3 separate regions of the Sus scrofa genome follow, and all the other regions are linked to region 2. A link is a contact called in public Hi-C and HiChIP or PLAC-seq data. All regions are on one chromosome and are shown on one strand. Each heading gives the region's core, a stretch centred on a gene start, on an enhancer-like site or on the middle of the called end of the contact. The rest is flanking DNA. Distances are from core to core; before and after follow the strand shown. Region 1 overlaps CLEC16A (protein CLEC16A). Region 2 holds the start of SOCS1 (suppressor of cytokine signaling 1). Region 3 holds the start of RMI2 (recQ-mediated genome instability protein 2).

What was found. Hi-C and Micro-C count contacts between places; a contact is called where the count stands out from the background. HiChIP or PLAC-seq counts read pairs in DNA pulled down with a chosen protein or histone mark.
Region 1: an H3K27ac HiChIP or PLAC-seq map of skeletal muscle shows a contact between it and region 2. The contact joins the enhancer-like site here to the promoter of SOCS1 in region 2. A contact is called at or near these places in 2 of 5 promoter capture datasets (fetal liver and liver), 3 of 47 Hi-C or Micro-C datasets (embryonic fibroblasts, liver and skeletal muscle) and 2 of 2 datasets of contacts at active chromatin or transcription factors (alveolar macrophages and skeletal muscle).
Region 3: a Hi-C map of embryonic fibroblasts shows a contact between it and region 2, with 4 times the contacts expected there. The contact joins the promoter of RMI2 here to the promoter of SOCS1 in region 2. A contact is called at or near these places in 3 of 5 promoter capture datasets (fetal liver, fetal skeletal muscle and liver), 24 of 47 Hi-C or Micro-C datasets (adipose tissue, alveolar macrophages, blood and 14 more) and 2 of 2 datasets of contacts at active chromatin or transcription factors (alveolar macrophages and skeletal muscle).

What each region holds. Positions count from the first base shown.
Region 1 is chr3:31,951,070-31,955,582 of Sscrofa11.1, reverse strand. The region is part of intron 23 of CLEC16A (protein CLEC16A); the gene reads left to right. Among named protein-coding and RNA genes, the nearest start is that of SOCS1, 71 kb to the right of the region's middle. Within about 2 kb of position 2,287, at least 39 of the 83 cell types and tissues checked have an H3K27ac peak or open chromatin away from gene starts, as enhancers often do. A contact at or near this core is called in alveolar macrophages, embryonic fibroblasts, liver and 1 more, where this site is marked.
Region 2 is chr3:31,880,443-31,885,209 of Sscrofa11.1, reverse strand. SOCS1 (suppressor of cytokine signaling 1) reads right to left here and starts at 3,319. Exons shown (of 1, transcript NM_001204768.1): 1 at 2,488-3,319. The coding sequence starts at 3,266. The coding sequence ends at 2,604.
Region 3 is chr3:31,813,334-31,818,258 of Sscrofa11.1, reverse strand. RMI2 (recQ-mediated genome instability protein 2) reads left to right here and starts at 3,390. Exons shown (of 2, transcript XM_003124595.4): 1 at 3,390-3,729. The coding sequence starts at 3,426.

The DNA of each region.
Region 1 (4,513 bases), core at 1,038-3,537, 71 kb before region 2:
ACACTCTTGCCCAAGCTGGCCCTGAGCTGTGTGAGCCTCAGAGGACAGGGGAGGGATTTGTGAAGACAGAAAAGAGGCAGAAGGGAATTTCAGGCCAAGGGAACGGCCCCGCTTAGGCCAAGAGCAGCAGCTCTTGTCACACAGTCTGAGACCTACCTGAGCTGCTGGAGGCAGATGGCCCCATCGTCAGGCCCTCCCCCCACCCCCACTGACTGGGGAGGTGAGAGGTAGGGTCCGAGGAGGGAGCTGTTGAGAGGTCCCTGGGGGTTGGAACATCCCCAGGTCCTGTGGATTTGACCGAAAATCCCAGGATAAATAGCAGAGCTGATTAACTGAAATGCCTGCGAGCAGCAGGCAAGTCAAGTTGGGGAAGAGAAGGAACCAGCTCCCTCCCCACCTCCAGTCGCTGCCACGTGGGGATGGGGCCCAGTGATACCAGCTCTGTTTTATTTTTTTGTTTTATTTTTTTATTTTTTGTCTTTTTTTCTTGCCTTTTCTAGGCATATGGAGGTTCCCAGGCTAGGGGCTGAATCAGAGCTGTGGCCGCCAGCCTGCACCAGAGCCACAGCAACACGGGATCCGAGCCGCGTCTGCAACCTACACCGCAGCTCATGGCAATGCCGAATCTTTAACCCCCTGAGCAAGGCCAGGGATCAAACCCACAACCTCGTGGTTCCCAGTCAGATTCATTAACCACTGAGCCACAATGAGAACTCCAGCTCTTCCTGTTTTATAAGAAGCCAGAAATCCAGACTCATATGTAGAATCTCCTGGGGTGTGGATGGTGGTGCCTAAAACAAGCAAACAGTGTGAGCAAAGCAAAGCACATCTGGAGTTCCCTGGCGGCTCAGCAGGTTAAGGATCTGATGTTGTCACTGCTGTGGCTCGGGTCACTGCTATGGTGCAGGTGTGATCCCTGGCCCAGGAACTTCCGTGGCCACAGAAATAAATAACTGCAACACATCTGCAGGCCTCTGGGCTGCAACTGGCTGGCCCTGGCCCCTGCCTCCCATGGCCACCTGTCCTCACGGGGAAAGCTTTAGTGGGTGTTCCACGTACAATGTTATAGGTGCCCAGCACATATGTCCAGGGTGCACTTTTCCGGGTCCTCTCCTTTGCCTGCCTCCCAGGGAGGTCGTGGGCTTCAGGTCAAGTTCAGGTTTATGGGTAAAGAGAAAACTACCCACCGTTTAAGCCGGGAGATCCTCACCAACTGTATTGTGTTTCACGAAAAGACCCAGAGGCCCCTGAAGGAGGGGGGGCTTGTCCAAGGTGAAAAGGCCCCGTGGGCAGAGCTCGGTCGCGCCCTTGGGGTTCCGACTCCCAGCTCAGCACTCCCTCTCTCAATGGGTCTAAAATAGAAGGCTGACCTTTTGGTGGTATTTTTGTGCTCGACACATGCCAGAGAGTTACTCTTGAGTTCATCTTCCCAGAGTAACTGTCAGAAAGGGGCCAGAGGGCAGCAGGAAGACCCCGGCCTGACCCTGTGGAGCCCGGACTCCTGGAAAGCAGGGGATGCCTGTCCCCGCTGGCCCAGGTCCACCTGCTGGGAGCCTCATGCCTGGCCAGCCCGGGGAGGCCCTTAGCGAGAGCCGGGGAGAGCGCTTTGGAGTCCGGAGCCGGTCCCGGGGCTGTTAGGGCCTCCGGCTCTGGCCTGTCCAGCTCCCAGACAGCTGGATGCCTTCTTCATCCTCCATCCTTTCCCTGGTTTAAAATAACATTCAGAGGGGGAGTCTTGGAAAATTCGGACAAGCACAACAAATGAAAGCTCAGCATAAACCACCCGCTTCTGCCACGACTTCGGCTTGAACCCCTCCAGTCTGCTCCCCATGCAAGGAGGAAGGCAGAAGCGGGATTTGGTTTGGTTTTGCTTTTCTCTTTTTTTTTTTTCTGCCATGGGACATGCTTCTTCTAACCTTCTCTCATTTACTGTGTCTTGAGCGTTTCCCCCTTACGTAATCCTTTCCACCAGCAGCGTGTTTGACCATCTTCCGCATCCAGCTGCCGCATGGGTAGGGGCTCCCGTTCCCTGTCACACCCCCGTGCTTTCATCGCCCGAGCAGTTCCTGCCACGGCCCCCTCAGCAGCGTAAATTTCTAGATGCGGAATCAGCCGGCTGGTGTGAAAATCCATACGGCCTTTGATATGCGTTCCGCAGGCTGTTCTTGAGACATCCTCAGGGAGGGCCAGGAATTTTATCTGCTGGGCAAGCTCTCAGGGAGGCCGTCTGCCTGTGCCCTTGTCCCGTGATCTCTGGCACATCTGCGCATTTGCAAGGACTTGGCAGCCCGTGCATGTTTGACTCACGCCCAGAAAGCCCCTTGGCGCCTCTGCCAGAGCCAGCTCATCAGGAACTGGCTTCCAGGGGTGAAGCAAGAGCAGGGGAGGCTTCCGGCTGCAGGCGCTGGTCCTGAGTTTTCTGCCGGGGCCCCCCAGCCCCCCGATGGGTCACACCGGCTCTCAAAGTGTTGCCCCCTCCATGTGGGAAGGAGCCCCATGAAATTGCAAGGGGAATCTGGACACCTTGCTAAAAAGCAAACCAGAAACATTGCCGAGCCTTTCTGGTCCTTGTGCCATGGAAAGAAGGGAGGTGGATTTGGGAGGGCCGCAGGGGAGGGAAAGATGCTTTCAGTTGCCTCTGCTGAGCTGGACCCGCCAACAGGTGGTATCGGCGGTTGGGGATTTTTTTTTTTTTTTCCTATTTAACTCTGAGCACCTGCAGGAGGTGCACTGTATTTTTTTGTCAGTCTGTGGCTTGACCTCTGGTCTGTTCCCCAAATGAAGAACCCTTAGTACCCTGACTGCAATCTCAGCATCTTCTCTGCTGCACACTCCACCCAGCGAGTCTCACAGTAACAAACCAGGGCTTTAAAAAAAGCGAGAGAAAAGACGTGTGTCTCGGGAGAAGGGGCCAGTGACAGCCACATCATTCGTCTGTTTGGGCTGGGGCGTTGTCAGCGTAAAAGGCTGAGGCGCAGCCCTGTTAGCACACTCCCCCACCCCTCTGTCTACGGTTCTGATAAATAAGCAGCTCAGGAAGAGCCATCCTGACATTTTGATTTGTGAAGGAGTGATTCATTTTCGAGGCAGACAAACAGCTGGTAAACTTGGGGGTTTACCACTTGAAGTGATTAAGCCCTAAGCAGCTATTAGGCTGGTTCCATGGGGCTGTGGCCGCCTGCCCCCCGGGAATCTTCCTGACGGGTGTTTGGATTTGCCTTGATGTGTGCCGTCGTTAATCAGAGCCCACCACACACACACACACACACACACACACACACACACACACACACACACACACAGGGTTTATCACATAATGCCTCTTCCTGAGAACTCCAGCACGTTAATCCTGCTGTTCTTGGCACGGAGCTGTCTGTGACAGGTGGGGGCAGGGAACTCAGCCACCAGGCTCCCTCCAGGCCTCACCTCCACATGCCGTTTCATCCACCCGAACGGGGCGCCTGGCTGGGAGTGTACATAGGGATCCAGCTTTTAGGGAGCTGATCCTTAGACAAGAATAACTTCACACAAATAGGACAGAATAGCTCCTCCGAGGTGGCCGGGTATGGGTTCCCCAAGTCCTGAGGTGGGGACAGAGCAGGGTGTCCCCTCACATCCTCCCCCTCCCCAGGCCTGCCCACCAGTGGGTGAAGGGAGGCAGCCTCAGCGAAGTGGGGAGACTTGCCCGGGGCCCGCCCCATGGCCTGTACGTGGGCAGATCTGGAGGGAACCCAAGCTTTCCTGGGGCCAGAGCCGCTGCCCCGGACCCTTCCAGGCTGTGCATACAGTTTCCATCAAGGGCCAGGGGGCGAAGTGCTTCAGGCTGTGTGAGCTATGCAGCCTCTCTGGCCACGACTCAGAGCTGCCCTGTAGCTTGAAAGCAGCCACCAGCAAAGCGTCGGCAAAAGGCATGGCTGGGTTCCAGTAAAACTTTGTTTACCAAACAGTCGGCAGCCTGCAGTTCACAGACCCCCGCTGACACCCTGCCGCCTTCCTGAGTCTGAGAAAGGCGTGGTCAGACCTAGAGAACCTGCTGGAAGAAGTTGTCAGCAGGCGATGGGCCGCCTGAGGTTCAGGTGGCACAGGTGGCGAGCATGAGGTTTGGGGCCGGGGGGGGGGCGGGGGTGTGCCCAGCAAGTGGGGAGGCTTGATGTGACCCACCGGGAAGGTCAGGGTCCCGGGGCTGAAGCAGGAACCACCAGTTCTGCATGGGCTCCTGGGGTCATAGGTGAGATTCCATGGAAGCTTTCATGTGTTTAGTCCATAAAATCAGAAGCTGCGGCCCTTTAGAAAAGCAGACTGTCCGTCAGCGGAGGACACATGGCCTCGGGAACGGGGGCTCCATCCCGGGCGGGCTCGTTCAGAAGGCGCCCTGCAGCCCCTCTGCTGCAGGCAGGGGAGAAGCCAGGGACACAAGCCCTGGTGCCTCTGCTGGTGCAGCAGGGTTCGCCCAGGCCTGGGTGTCTCTAAAACGTGGGGGTCCTCCACTCCCCCGGCTGCAGTTCCATCTCCA
Region 2 (4,767 bases), core at 2,070-4,569:
GCGCTGCTGAATCATGAAGCTGAGGTTTGAGAGAATCTGCACCACGGAGAAGCCACACAGGGTGCGGGGCCCCCACTCCCTGCCCTTCTCCGAGGCGAGTCTCACTGGTGTGTGCCTGCGAGCTGTTGCTCAGGGCCTGGAGTGCAGCTCCTGGGGGCTTTTAGGTCATTTAGATCCCTGTATGTATGTTAGTATAGATTTTTTGAAAAATCACTCACAGAGAAATGGGCCAGCTCTGGGTAGTGTGATTAGAGGCATTTTATTCTGAGCTATTTTGCTAAGGGGAATGGGTTGGGATACTGAAGATATAATTTTAAAGCCTTTTTTGAAAGGACAAAACCCTGGAAATACTGTAAATGAACTGCAAATTAGTTCCTCTTTAACTGAGAGCCTGTTTCCTCATCTGTAAAATGGGGATGTTAATAATACCTCAATTCTAAGGCTAGGGTGAAATTGACTTTTTAAAAATTTATTGACCATTTTAATATAGGTAACTAGGCACTTGGAATAGTGCCTGCACATTGACGCTCTATATAAATGTTAGCAGCTGCTTTAGTATTACTGCAGCCGTGAGGCCTTCGTGGGAGGCTGTGCTGGCTAGTGGTACCCAGCTTCTGAAGCAGGACTGTCCTAGGTTTGAAAATCTGGCTCCTCCACTTGCCTCTCTGAGCCTCAGTTTTCCCATCTACACAATGAGGGGAGGTTACTAACTCACAGGCCAGTTGTGAGGCTTCAACAAGGTAGCACGGGGCCCGGCATACAGTAAACGCTCACTAAGTGTCTGCCCTATGCCCAGGCACTGCCTTCTTGGGTTTTTCTCCCAGCACTGCCCAAGCTGGGTGGGAGACAGGGAAGTCGGAACAAGGCCAGGACTCGATCTACAGAGCAGAGAAAAAAGGGCAGGACACAGTTAAGAAAAAGCAGTGATTCCTTGGAGGCACTGAGACAAGACGTCTCCTCCTTCCCTCCCAGCCCACCTCATTAAAGGATGAAATTGCCAAAGCTCTCCGAGATCCTAAATCTCTCCTGGCCATCCTTAACCTTGAGGCCCGGAATCTATTTAATCCCCAAGACAAGCCTGGGCCGCCCCAGCTCTCTGGTTATCAAGTTAATTTTATGCTGCACTTTCAAGTCTGAAAGGTATTATTAAATATTAGGACACTCCATCACAAGCATGTCCAAGGCTGCAGAGGGCCATTCTGACTTCTAAAAATGAAGTGTAATGTGTCTGTGAGGCTGCTTAACCCTAAACCTGAAAGTGGCTCAATCCACCAAGAGCAGCAGCTCAGGTGTGAGTGGCCAGCAGGCCGGCCACAGATGCAGGAGTAGCCTGGGAACCCTCTGGTGATGCTGGCCAGCCCAAGTTCCCAAAAACACCACCTCCTCCAACCACTACGCATCAGTGCCTGCTGCTGAGGGTTACAGCAAAGCACCTCTTCCAGCCAGCCCATTTTAGAGGTAGTCACTGAGGCCCCGAGAGGCAAAGGGAATTGCCCAAAGCCGCCAAAAGGGCCCTCCTTCCACCACAGACCACAAAGCGTCTTTCTGGCTCCAAGTTGTGTGTTCACCAAAAAGTACATGAGTTAGAAGAGAGCGGGAAGAAGGAAGTCAGACCCAGCACTGAATCCCCATCCCATTTAAACTATGTCTCCCTAGATACTGAGTTTCAGAATGTGCCACTCCTTCCAAAAACTCATCGAGCCCCCACCCCCACCCTCTTCCTGGAAGAAGTTGTGGTCATAGAATGAAAGAAGTTTCCTCTCTGTCATCCATTTCAGATTTCTGGGAGGACAGCCAAAAAAGGCCATAGGGATGACCACAGGCAAATTTAAAATGCCTCAGTGTTCTCTTCTGTAAGATGGGGATTAGAGCCTTGCTTCATAGGGTTGTCTTTATAGATTAAGTCAATTTAAGCATGTGAAGCACAGAATAGGGCTTGGCACACATTAAGTGCTCAAACTCGAGCTGCCATGTTACCAGAGACAAGACCAAAACTAGACAAACTGTTCCTCTCCCCTTGAGCACTGTGGGTAGAGCCATGCAGGGCTCCCAGCCAGAACTTGGGCCCCACACGGCCTTTGGCCAAGCTGAACAGGTCAGTCTTAGGACCCCGGGGACCCGCTCAGAATCATGGAAAACCTTTGACCAAAGCACACGCTCTAGAAACCTTTTTTCTTAAAAAAAAAAAAAACTTTCATAATAAAGTTTATTACCTAAACTGGTGGTAAAAAATATAAAATAGGATTCTGCACAGCAGAAAAATAAAGCCAGAGACCCTCCCCCAACCCCTGGTTTGTGCAAAGATACTGGGTATATGTAAACATGAAGAGGTAGGAGGTACTGAGTTCAGGTCCTGGCCCCAGATAGTTAAGTTAAGCTACTACCAGGGGGACAACCAGGGGGACCCAGAGGGAGCACCAAGAGGGGGCACCCCCACAAGAGGTGGGGAGGGGTCTACGGGAGGGGTCTCCAGCCGAGGGCGGGAGGCGCCTCGCCCCCACACTCGCTCCCTCCAACCCACATGGTTCCAAGGAAATAATAATTAATAATAGAAAATAATAAGGCGCCCCAGTTAATGCTCCGTGCAGGGCGGGCGCGGCCGATCATATCTGGAAGGGGAAGGAGCTCAAGTAATCGCGGAGGACGGGGTTGAGGGGGATGCGCGCCAGGTTCTCGCGGCCCACGGTAGCCACAATGCGCTGGCGGCACAGCTCCTGCAGCGGCCGCACGCGGCGCTGGCGCAGCGGGGCCCCCAGCATGCGGCGCGGCGCCGCCACGTAGTGCTCCAGCAGCTCGAAGAGGCAGTCGAAGCTCTCGCGGCTGCCGTCCAGGTGGAAGCGGCCGGCCTGGAAGTGCACGCGGATGCTTGTGGGGCCCGAAGCCATCTTCACACTGAGGGCGAAGAAGCAGTTCCGCTGGCGGCTGTCGCGCACCAGGAAGGTGCCCACGGGCTCGGCGCGCAGCCGCTCGTGCGCCCCGTGCACGCTCAGAGGCCCCCAGTAGAAGCCGCAGGCGTCGAGGAGCGCGCTGGCGCGGGTGATGCGCCGGTAGTCGGCGTGCGAGCGGAACGTGCGGAAGTGCGTGTCGCCCGGGGCTGGAGCCGGGGCCGCCGGGCAGGGCCGCGGGCGCGCCGGGACCCCGGGTGAGGAGGAGGAGGAGGATGAAGATGAAGAGGAGGAGGAGGAGGAGGAATGCTCTGGCCGCCGTCGGGGCTCTGCTGCCGTGGAGATTGCATTGTCGGCTGCCACCTGGTTGTGTGCTACCATCCTACACGCGGGGTCGGCCGGAGGGGTGGGCCATAGCGTCCGGGGGTGCGCTGATGGGGGAGACAGTCAGTGAGCGGGGAGTCTGGGTGGGGCTGGGCAGGTGAGAACCCGCGAGGCAACTTAGGAGGGGTGGGGATCCGTTTCTAATGGGTCGAGGGCGCAAGACCAGGTCGGGGCGGCCCTTTGAGCCTCAGTGGTCTCATCTAGAAAATGGGCTTCCCCGTCCGCAGAGTACTTCCACGCGGCTGGGAGCTCGGTGGGGCTCGGAGTCGCTCAAAGTTTGGTTAAGAGAGGGGGGCGTGGAGAGAGGTGCTTTGGAGAAACCAGCCCCAACTCCGGCCACTCGGCTCCCCATTCGCCGCCCTACGGCCGCCGCCTGCTGGCCAGGCCGGGGATTGGCGCCTCGACTCCGAGATTTGCGCAAAGGCAGAAAAGCTGCGTTGCGGGAACCCCCAAGCGCGGGGGTCTGCCAGGGTGGAGCCAGCCGGGGCTAGGGGCGTGGCGGCCGCGACCCCACCACGCAGCGCCCGAGGCCGCCCTGGCAACCTGGCTGTCCTGTGCCGTCCTCCCCTTTCCCTCCCGCTTTCTTGCCCAGTGCCGGGCTCACCTGGCGGCGGGGCGCGGGGCGCCGCGGGCGGGGCGGCGGGGGTCTCCGGGGCGGCTCTCGTGCATGCTCCGGGGCCGGGAGCCGTGCAGCTGCCACGGCCGCAGCTCGCTCTGCTCCGCGCCCGCCCCTGCACCAGTCTTTTAAACTGGCTTGGAGGTGTGGTCAGTGAAGGCCCCGCCCCCTACGGCTACACCCCCCCCCCCACTACAGGCCCGCCCTTCCGCGCCACTTTCGGTTTCTTTTTGTGCGCGCCTCGGAGGCCAGGCTCGCTCGACCTTTGCCACAAATCCGGGAACCTTTCCCCGGGAGGCCCCCTGTCCTGATCTAGCCTCGCACCTGTCCTAGGACCCCTCTATTCAGGTCTCCAGCCCCATCCCTGAGCTCCCTGGGCAGTTCTCAGACGCCCCTTCGGACCTAGTGGCCCAGCTTCCCCCGCCCCCGCCACTGCTCTCGGTCGCAGATTTCTGCAGCCAACCCCTTAAGGATACTTTGGACTGACCCTAGCACATTCTTCTGCCCCATCAGGTGTCTCATCACCCACCTTGGCTAGATCTGGGTCCTCTACTCTGGAGCCAGACACCTCCACCCGCCCTTGGGGTCTCGTTTGGGACCCCTCCGGACTGCTTTCGCCATTGCTCTGCCCCGTAGTGCCGGAGCCTCTAGATGGCTGCTTCTGCGCCCCTCCCTGCCTGTTGCTGTCCCCAGTTTTGGCTTGGGCTTCCCAGGAAGCGACGATCTGACCACAGGCTTCGGAGGAACCCTTCGGCGGCGCGGGAGGGGCGCCTTCGCTGCTCACACAGTTCCTCGGAAACCGGGCGGGGCCGGGCAAGGTCGGTTGCCGGTGGCCTTGGCCGGCGCTCTACTACGCCGCAGCCGGAGAAACTGAGGCTCAGT
Region 3 (4,925 bases), core at 2,141-4,640, 67 kb after region 2:
GTTGGCTTGTTTTAGAATTGTATATATTGCCAACATCTTTTATTTTTTAATTAAAATTTTTTTTCTTTCTTTCTCTTTCTTTTTTTTCTTTTTGGTCTTTTTAGGGCTGTACCTGTGGCATACGGAGGTTCCCAGCCTAGGGGTCAAGTTGGAGCTGTAGCTGCTGGACTACACCACAGTCACAACAACGCCAGATCCAGCCTGCATCTGCAACCTACACCACAGCTCACGGCAACAAGAGATCCTTAACGCACGGAGCAAAGCCAGGGATCGAACACATCTTCATGGATACTAGTCAGATTTGTTTCTGCTGAGTCACGACAGGAACTCCCCCCCACATTTTTTTTTTTTTTTGGCCGCCCTGAGACCCTCTCTTCCGGGCCAGGGATCAGATGGACCTAAGCCTCAGCTTCAGCAATGCCGGATCCTTAACCCACTGTACTGGGCAGGGGAATCAAACCTTCGTCCCAGCACTGCAGAGACAACAGCCAATCCTGTTGCACCATAGTGAGAACTCTGCTAACACTTTTTAAAATGTAGAGGTTATGCATTAAAATTCTTAAATAATCAGAACTGGCAGGAGTTCCTGTCGTGGCTTAGTGGTGAATGAATCCGACTAGGAACCATAAGGTTGCGGGTTCGATCCCTGACCTTGCTCAGTGGGTTAAGGATTCGGCATTGCCGTGAGCTGTGGTGTAGGTCGCAGATGAAGCTTGGATCCCACATTGCTGTGGCTGTGGTGTAGGCCGGCAGCAGCAGCTCTGATTCGACCCCTAGCCTGGGAACCTCCATATGCTGCAGGTGTGGCCCTAAAAAGGACAAAAGACAAAAAAAAAACAAAAACAGAACTGGCAACACTGGACCCACATTCCCATGGTGGTGTGGCTGAGTGTGGTCCCTTCTTGGGGGGCATATGAAGGCCCATGTGTCACTGCTACACTAGGGTCACCCGCCTGGCTGCTGTTGGCATTGGAGCTTGGACCCCTGGTCTGCTGGTGAAATGGACTCAGACTCAAGTATTTATGGTTTAAGACAGAATGCAGTCAGTCTGCAGACTAGGACAGTGACTCTCGACAAGGGGGACTTAGCCCTGCAGGGGACATTGGCAATGTCTGAAGCCACTTTTGGTTGTCACCCTGAGGAGAATTCTATTGGCATCTCCTGGGAAGAGGCCAGGGATGCTGCTCAGCATCCCGCAAGGCACCTAGGATTGCTCCCTCGACACAGGCTGACCCAGCCCCAAATGCCACTGGGCAGAGGCTGAGGAACCCTGGGTTAGGGGTGTTAGCACCCTGGTCTGGAAGGGAGAGGTTGACTCCAGGGCTCAAGAATGGCTCCCTGGGGAGTTCCCATCATGGCTCAGCGGTCAGGGACCTAACTAGTATCCATGAGGATGCAGGTTTGATCCCTGGCCTCGCTCACTGGGTTAAGGATCCAGCATTGCCGTGAGCTGCGATATAGGTTGCAGATGAAGCTTGGATCCTGTGTTGCTGTGGCTGGTGGCATAGAACTGCAGCTCCAGTTGGACCCCTAGCCTGGGAACCTCCATATGCCATGGGTGCAGCCCTAAAAGACAAAAAGAAAAAGAAAAAGCTCCCTGAAGAGAAGCAGTCTTGATGGTGGCAGGAAGGTGGGTGATTGAGCCAGGCTGCAGCTGGGAGAGCTGCAAGAAGGCATATGAAGCAGAGAACAGCATGAGCAAAGGTACGGAGACATCTGTGATGGGGAGGAGGGCCGTGGTGTGGGCAGTGAGATGGCATCTATGGTTCAAGGACCATGAAGTTTGGGGTCATTCGAACTTGGGTTGAGTCGTGGCTCCAGCCCTCACTCATCATGGGGCCTCAGGCTTGTCATTGCCCTGAACTTCAGTTTCATTATCTGTCAAATGGGGATAAGAAATGGGCTTATGCAAGTACAGCCTCGTCTGTTCCCACTCCTGGGTTTGTACTCTGTGTCCCAGCTCTTCTGAAATCCTGGCAGTTGGCTCAGTGTGTTGTGCTCCCTTCTCTCTGGGCCCTTCTAGTACATTTCTCTCTACCTGGAATGCTCACATTCCAGATGCTGGGATTACACCTTCAGGTTATAAGCTGGGCACTGATGTGTTCAGACGTGTGTTTTGGAAAGTTCACTCTGCCAGCAACACATCATGGAGTTGGAGGATCTGAAGGCCAAGAGAATGGTGGGAAATTCCCAGGCCTTTACTCCAGCTCCCTTCCCCATCGCTTTCCTGACCTTCAGAGGCCTTAGAGAAGGCCAGTGATGACCCACCAGGCTTGAAGGGGTGGGATTCTCTCTTGGTTAAAACCCTTGCTTCTTTTCAAGTTAGGAGCCTGGTTACCTTAAACTTAGGGCTGAGATATAGAGGCCAGGACCCCACAGAGGCTACTGCCAGAGGGACTGGCAAGCCACCAGCTTCTGTGAGCCTGTTTCCCCACCTTTGTAGAACAGTCCTTATAGGGTGTGTTGAGGGGGGTACATGGGTTTCTCATGACAAAGCTCTTAGGACAGAGCCGAGCTTAATTATGTCTTGGCTGTTTTAAAAACTGAGCTCTTACTGAATACTCTCTGTAAATCTGGTATTGCTAGAGGCCTAGGGAGGACAGTCTCCTGACAACTGGTCTTGATTTAAAAGATTGCTTGGTTTAGGTTGTGGATTTTGCTGATTGGGACCATGCAATTTTTTAGGAAGTAATTTTGAAACATGTGCAGAAAGATTTAGCTGTAAAAATCACTAAATCCTATTAGTGATTTATAAAGTGAAAAATTGGAAATAGCCTAATGTCCACCTATAGAATACTGATTGGTTAGATATTCTAGGGACAAATAGAACCTCATGCAGACAAGCAGATGATGAGACAAACAGAATCTTATGCAGTCAGTCAAGAGGAAGCAGAGAGATAGTTGCTGATATGGGAAGATGTTTATTATTAAGTAAAAGCACTATACAAAACAATATTTGTGTATAAAAATATAAATAAACATATATATTTAAAAACTCATACAGCCTTATCTCTCAACTCAATTCTCGATTCCTCTCAATAAACATGCCTCATCATGGCAACTATTCATTTCAGTATTTTCTAGTATTTTTTGGCCCCAGAGAACCGCTCTATGCTAGGCGATGTAAAGATGAATACTCACATTCTCCAGGTGACTTGCGTGCATGCCTAATTTTGAGGTGCGTGGAAACAAGGAGTTCTTTACTTCTCCTTCATTCATTTTTTTTCTCTTCTAATTCATTTCATCCATTCGTTCCCGGCTTGGGGGCGTTTATTTACTTTACATACGCATGCGCACTCTGGGGGCCGCGCGGTCTGGTGGCCCCGCCCCTCGGCGCCGCTCATTGGTCGGCCCCGGCTGCGCGCCCCTGATTGGTGGCCGCGGATCAGGCGCTATCAAAGTTGGCGGGAAAGCGGCGGGGCAGAATGGCGGCAGCGGCGTCCACGGACTCGTCTTCCGGCGGCGGCCCTGGGGCCGTGAGGCTGCCGCGGTCGCCGCCGCTCAAGGTGCTGGCGGAGCAGCTGCGGCGCGACGCGGAGGGCGGCCCGGGAGCGTGGCGGCTGTCGCGGGCGGCGGCGGGGCGCGAACCGCTGGAGCTGGCGGCCGTGTGGATGCAGGGCACGGTGGAGACGGCGGGCGGCGGTGAGGCGCGGCTGCGGGACCCGAGCGGGGCCTTCTCGGTGCGCGGCCTGGAACGGGTGCCGCGTGGGCGGCCTTGCCTCGTGCCAGGTAATGGCCGGGTTCGAACCCGCGGATGACCCTCTCGGTTTGTACCGCCCAAGGGCGGGGCCTGGTCTTTACCTCGCTGGTCCCCCGCCTGAATACCCTTCCTTCCTGCTCTTCTCCAGCTAAGCGCCACCCAAGCTGTTCTGATGATAAGCATCACCTGCTGCCCCGTTCAAAGTAAATTACAGGTCTTTCTTGGACGCCACGAGCCCTGCATCTGTGTTTGTAACAACACTCCCCTCCCTAGGGGTGATTCCTCCTCCTCCCACCCCTGTCACATTTTGGAATAATCACAGTGGGGAACTTGTGTTCATCCTTAAGGTCTGGACTCAGAGTGTACCTTGATTAAGGAAGCTCTCCTGAACCCCAGGAATGAGGAGTCCTGTTGTACCCCTCCTTCATGGAGCTGTCTTGAGCCTTAGTTCACTGTTTCCTTTATTTGTTTATTTATTTATCCATCCTTTTTAGGGCTGCCCCTGAGGCATATGGAAGTTCCCAGGCTAGGGGTCTATTGGGAGCTACAGCTGCTGGCCACAGCCACAGCCACGCCGGATCCGAGCTGCGTAGCTCACGGCAACACCGGCACCTTAATCCAGTTAGCAAGGTCGGGGGGATTGAACCTCAACCTCATGGTTCCTAAACCTCAAGATTCCTAGTTGGATTTGTTTCCGCTGAGCCACGACGGGAACTCCCCTGCCGTTTCCTTTTAAACCAGTGGTGCGCAAACTTACCCTGAGGGCTTGTTAAAACCTTTGATGACTGGGCGCCAGCCTCAGAGTTTCAGAGACTGTAGATCTGGGTGGGGCTGAGAATTTGCATTTCTAACCAGCTCCCAGGGCCTATGGGCGCCACTGGCCTGGGGGGTCACACTTTGAGAAATACTGAGCCAGACTACGGCAGGGTGGGGACTGTCTTTCTGACCCCTATTCTCAGCAGGAGGTTGAGCTTCCCGCCCCTGACCCTTTCTGACTGAGCTCCCTGGAGCACTTCGCTTAATCTTTCTGGACCTCTTTCCAAAGGGGAAATTCCTGCCTATGTGTGGATTCAGTACATTTTTTAAAAATGGCCTTAACATAGCTCCTAGCTCATAGGGTTCAAAAAATTGTGACCATTGTTTTTTGCTATGCAGTGCGCCTGCGCACGTGTCGCCCACCCCTCCCTCGCCCTCAGCCTCCCCCTCTGTCTGCCCTCCATTGATT